Linked DNA regions of Zea mays: region 2 is linked to region 1. Evidence: chromatin contacts called from public Hi-C data. All regions are on one chromosome and are shown on one strand. Each heading gives the region's core, a stretch centred on a gene start, on an enhancer-like site or on the middle of the called end of the contact. The rest is flanking DNA. Distances are from core to core; before and after follow the strand shown.

Region 1 (3,030 bases), core at 423-2,922:
AGAGGATTAGGGAGATTAGAAGGGATTATATGTCCATCAATCCTCTCCTATCTCCATGCTATTAAACAAGTCCTAAACGTTCTGTACACATGCCATCAGATGTGGCACATGATTGGGTCATGTATTAATTTGTCATTCACCAAAAAACAAGAACAAGTGGATCTTCAGAAAACTTTAAAATTAAGTAAGTGCTTGTCTACCATCTTAACTCTCGTAGTTTTGAACTTAAAATTCTTCTCCCAATGTCGTATTTAAGTTTTTGGTTAAGGTGTTTAGAGTAAAATGGTCTCCAAAACCTAGAAAGAGCCGTACAAATTTATTGTTAAAAAATAGTATTTTAACATGCCATTTTTTCGGCATGCGTATTCAAGTGAATCACGTTTTGCAATGAAGTACATGCTCAAAACTAAATCTTAATTTAAAATCAAATTTAAACATACTCTATAGACTTCTTTGAAACTCAGGAATTTCACAGGAACAATATAGAAATTTTACATAAATTAGTTTAAAAATACAAAAAAAACATGATTCAGAAAATAATTCTTCAATCCAAAGGAGCCCTAACTCACTACTAGTGAGCAAGAAGTCGTTCCATGAATGGAGGAGGGGTTTTGGATAAAAAAACCATAAGCATTCCATTAGTCACCACTGATATTTCGGATGGCACCATAGCAACCACGGATAAATCACAAACTACAAATACTAATAAACGAGCAAAGTACCCGTATGTTACTCTAGTTCCATTTATGCTTAAGTATAGGGTATAAAACATAAACGAGTTGTTTGGGTATGCTTCTCAGTGGCTACGGGTTATGGCTGTTGTTTTGGTCTAATTTTTCTATAGATTTCAAGCAAACGAAGCAATTGTAAATACCAGCTGAACGATGTCAAAAGATACGTGTCTTTTGTTGGCTAGAGGTGTGTGAATGTGGATTTGGAGCAAACGACCATGGTTCAAATCTCTATTTATACATAAGTTTAGCTTTTTTTACCGTTTGAATGTAGATAAGGAGAGGTGCACGAAGGAAAGTGAAATATCGATGCAGTCATGTACCGTGCCACATAAGCAAACATGAGTACATGACATGCCATGTAATTTAATAAAAGAGATATAAGAAAGTTTCATGGGATTGAAATTTTGGATACACTGTTTTCTGGACAAATGATGATATGACATGCCTTGAAAACAGTGCGATAAAACTATTTATTGGAAATGGTCTTAACCAATTTTCCAGTCCATTAAATCTTTAATCAATTAACCCACATCATAGTACACAATTAAACTTAACTCTACACATTCTTCTATTTTTTACGCAGTGAAGCCATTACACGCACAAAAATATTAAACAATTTGTACTAGTATGAAACATTAATTTCCACCGTTACACCGTCGTCGTGCATCACGTGTGGAATAAATCGTGCACAAGAGAGGTTTAAATTTTGGTTGCTAATTCCACATTCATATCTACCTGACTAATATAACACATATTTTTATGTTTTATGAAAACAAGTTATGCCAATATGATATATAGAAACTGTAGTAATATAGACATCTATAAATTTTATCTCTCCACCTGGAGGTTACCTCCTCGTTTCTACGGTTTAACGATTTTCAAATTCGGCCTAATCAAGTCAAGGTACTCCTAATTGATATACGTTTAGTTAAAAAAGTGAAAGGTCCGCTGCATATGCTTGTCGGGTTCACCCAATCACCCCTGCGCTGCTTCCTTTGTCAGGTTCAGTCGCTCACCAATCTGCCGTTCACACCTCTCTCGCTGCCTTTATTTCCTGTTGGCGACGCTCTCGCCAGGTCTTCGGCGGCCCGTTCGTCGGCGACTAGCGCCTCCGTTTGCCAGGTCTTCGTCGTCCGTTCGCCGTCGACTGGTGCCCAGCAGGTATGCTCGCCCCTTCTCGTCCTTCCTGCCCTTCGAAACCGAGCACCCAAACCCTACAGCAAGCTACTTGCATCCGGATCTGGCACAGTTACAAGCGTACACATGTATTGTGCGCGGGGTGCGTGTGTGTGTGTTTTTTTTATGGGGGGGTGGGGTTACGTTTCACGTTTGTACTTTGAGTCTGCTGTATACTTGTAGCATCATTAAATTGTTTGGTGGTTTACTTGTGAAAATAGTATGAATAACTTGTTATAAATTGCTTCAGGGTTTACTTCTGAAAATAATATGGATACCTTGTTATTGAGGAGCGGATCTTTTACTATCTATCGTGTTCTGTCAGCCAGGTACATCTGGAAGAATGGTGATTTACCTTAGCACACCAAAAACCGACAAGGTATCCGAAGATGGGGAAAACGATAAACTTAAATTCGGACTTTCATCTATGCAAGGGTGGCGTGCAACTATGGAAGACGCTGTAAGTTTCTATTCATCATTTACATTTGCTTGTTATGATTTTTCTTTTTGCTTGTTCCTAGTCTTGTAAGTATTACGGGGATATGGACACACAAGTGACGGAATCCGACTCAGACTCGGCTATCCAACTCAGCATGATTTTACTGGGCTTCCCAAATATAACTCTGGAATCCAACTTGTGTGTGAAGAGTTTGATTCACCAAAAACAAATGTGCTTTCAATGTCCAGGTTGCTGGGGTACCTATGGAAACTTTCAGAATGTCCTAGGAAGTAAAGAACAAAGAACTACCAAATATTGCTGCAAAGTCTTTTTCACAAAATAGTATTGCTATCTTTTTTTTAATATAGTGAAGGGAACTGGTGGACAACCACATATATTATTAAATAAATAGCTTAGGAGATACCTGGCGTCCTGGCCAGTGGCCACTGACTGTAATGTTTAGCAGAGTTATGCACCTGAGAGAAGTGGTGTCTTGTGTTCGTTGAATTTTGAACCAAAAAGAATACTTGCCCATAAAAATAAATTATTTGCCGAACTTAGCCGTGCTAATTCTTGAGTTGAATGGTGAGTTTATTGTTTCTGTCCAAGTGTCCATGATTAGGGCTGGAAAAAAGCTCGAGCTCGACGAGCGGGCTCGGCCTCGCGTTGGCTCGGCTCGGT
Region 2 (3,164 bases), core at 99-2,598, 160 kb before region 1:
CCTGCCTATTTTCGAGTGTCCTTGTTTTATCTGCTTGAGGCCGGCTCGGGCGAGACGAACTGGGCTGAGGCGACATTGGGCGAGACGGAGTGAGTGGTGTTGACTTCGAGCGAGGCGGAGCCCTGCTCGAGGTGAGAGACCCTCGGGGATGTCTCGGTTTCTTATAGGTGGCTCGACTGTTACCTCTCGAAAGTTTAATTCTTATTTCTCTAAATGCGTTTGTTAAGGAGTAATTCGGGTGTCCCTAATTATGCCCCACCCCCACACCCCAGGTCCTATCCGATCCACATGCGAATGCGAATGGGAAGACCTAACGGTGTCTACAAATATCATTATTAGGGCTTGTTCGGTTAGCTCCCAATCCATGTGGATTGAGTGGGATTGGATGGGTTTGAATCCCAAGCAAGTCAAACTTCTTCTTAAATTTTTCCAATCCCGTACAATCCATGGGTAATGGGATTAACCGAACAAGACCTTAGTGGGAATAGCGTAGCCGTAAACCATATCCAAACAATACCTTTCTTTTAATTCCAACCGCATTACTGGTTGGGATTTATACATGAGTACACGCATAAATTTTATATCAGTTGCCAATTACCACCAACTGCTGCGTGATCGGCAAACAGACGAGCAGCAGTCCAGCACGGCAGCACCCTACTGTTCGTGATAAACTGATCGAAAGAATCAGCAAACCAATGACCAACAATTGCACAGTCATCACACGCGACGAGGAACAGGGACGTACGTGACGCTGGAGAACACAGTCAGGAATGTCCTGAGCCGCTACCTGCTACCTACAGCTACTACATACAGCGAGTGTGTGTTGCATTGCACAGGCCTACGCGTTGTTGTTGTTGGGTGGAGCTGTACAAGTACAAGCAAAGCCGTCAGGCGAGCATGTCGTAGGGCCGCTCCCCGTCGATGCCCGGCGGCTCGGGCGGCGTCCGGAGGATGACGTAGAGGGAGTACGCGACGCCGGGGACGTAGCACAGCAGCGTCAGGAGGAGGGAGACGAAGAACTCGGACTGCACACGTACGCAGAGAGAGAGGCTTATTAGAAACGAACGGTGTCGTCGTCGCGTCGCGTGGCGCGTGGAGGCGAGAAATGCTTACGCTGCAGCAGCCGTAGCGGAAGAAGACGCCGAGCGGCGGGAGGATGGCGGCGAAGATGACCTCGAGGCACGTCGAGCAGCCGCCGGAGCTCATCCCGGACCTCCGAGGCCACACACACAAGCTAGCCCGGAAGGTTAGCTTAGGTGTTAATTTGTACGGGGGGGACAACTGGGCGAGGGAATGATGCGGAATCCGACGCTGGCTGCCATGGGAAGATGCCGATGGGTGCGTTTACGTCTCAGGATCGGAGCTGGGCCAGAGCACACATGCGGCCAGGTCGCAACGGCTACTTCCGGATCTTGGCAGGCGGGCGCGCAGTAACGGGTCGGGATCAGACCCGGCAGCCGGCTCGCTGTGATCCGCGTGTGATGTTGTGCGGTCTGCTACTCTGCTTCTGCTCCCTAAGAGCAACTCCAATAGTTATGTAAATTTTAGTTCTCTAAATTATAGATTTAAGAAATTGCTAAATTGTTTTTAGAGTAAAAAAATGTGAGTTCTCCAATAGTTCTCTAAATATAGGTTGTAATTTTGTTTTGTATTTATCCACATAAAAAATAAGTCACAAAAACTATATAATGCAGCCAATATTTTTGTTTAGGGAGTTGTTAAATGGTTGCCAAATGTAGAGAGAAAATGAGGTTAGATGACAAGTTGTTAAATTTAGAAATTTCATTTAGAGAACTGTTGGAGAATAGTTTTCATATTAACTACCTAAATTATTGATTTAGTAAAAGTCTTTTAGAGAATTACTGGAGTTGCTCTAACGGATGGATTTTATTTTTTGTAATTTGTATCACTTGCTTCAACTTTAGGGAGTCATACGTATTTCAGGAAGTTGGCTGTGCAATCAATTGGAGTCTTGGGATAAAAGCGTCGTGACTTGCTTCAGGACTTGAGGCGCGGCTAAAGGGTTGACGGGGCTCTCCTCACCATAGTGTTGACCGAACCCGGGGCCATAGTCGTCGGCCAAGGAGTACCATGCTAGTAGCCTTTCGGAGCAATGCGAATTTCCATTTGAGAATATTCGCAGCTTTTTTTCTCCGGTCGAGATGCCATCTGGATTATCCCTTCATTTCATCTGTGAGTGTGACTTACTCCTTCCTCGTAATACGAGCCAACAGCCAGAGTCGGCGTTTGCTGCCAGCGTGCACAAGAATTGAACGTGCTACTGTACACGATTAGTTTAAAAGTGCCAGATAAACAATCGCCTATGTCAGACTGGCAGTGTCACAAGTGTTAATTGCTTGTTGATGACCTCACTCACCGAGCCGGCCGACGCCTCGTGACGGAACGTGCGGCATCGCGAGTACAACGTGGTTCTGGGATCCGCATTGGCCGCATAGGAACTCCGACGCCGCGCACAAAACGGATCGCGCTTTCGATCGTGAGGGCATGCAACACACTAGATCAGGCGGCGCCCCTTCGGACGCCCTATCCAGTATTAGAAAAATATGAATACACAATTATACACACTATAACTAAATTAAATAAAGAATGACTAAATCTCAAACAAAATTGTTTAGTTTAGGGAGAAAGAAAACAGATAATCAACAGAACATAGAACATAGGTAGCTTGAAAATAATTCACATTAAAGTTGTAGCGTCGCACTTAAACGTGCACCATAGCATGACGTCGAGGCTTGTTTCAGCTGGAAACTGGTCCAGAATAAGATTACATGGTCCAAGTTTACGTCTAGTCGATACAGTGGGGGACAGACAACCAAACCAGAGGTATTTACAAGGTACCTAGAGCCAACTCTTGGCCGGCACAATCCAGATAGCTAGGCACAAACATTACGCAACTACAAGTGCAGAGCCATTTCATCTACTAAAGGCAGCTGAACAATCCATCCACAAAAGCGATAAACAGAGGTGACCAAGATGTACATCCACAAAAGGCAAGACATCATCTGTGACGTGTTCAGACTGCAGGTTTGTCAAGGCTGCAAACAAATATAAGAATGTGAGTATAAAGTTCCATGTCTTTGAAGTTAATGTTATACTAAAGAAAGATATTAAGCACATGTATACAACCTCGAGGCTAAACAAAC

Evidence for each region. A called contact is a pair of places that touch in the nucleus more often than the background predicts.
Region 2: a contact with region 1 is called in a Hi-C map of leaf, with 5 times the contacts expected there. The contact joins the promoter of LOC100285559 here to the promoter of LOC541808 in region 1. A contact is called at or near these places in 3 of 25 Hi-C or Micro-C datasets (ear, leaf and tassel).

Annotation. Positions count from the first base shown.
Region 1 is chr9:109,602,332-109,605,361 of Zm-B73-REFERENCE-NAM-5.0, reverse strand. It overlaps LOC541808 (protein phosphatase type-2C), which reads left to right and starts at 1,672. Exons shown (of 12, transcript NM_001350857.1): 1 at 1,672-1,895; 2 at 2,236-2,370. The coding sequence starts at 1,689.
Region 2 is chr9:109,760,739-109,763,902 of Zm-B73-REFERENCE-NAM-5.0, reverse strand. It overlaps LOC100285559 (low temperature and salt responsive protein), which reads right to left and starts at 1,348. Exons shown (of 2, transcript NM_001158450.1): 1 at 1,114-1,348; 2 at 506-1,025. The coding sequence starts at 1,206. The coding sequence ends at 888.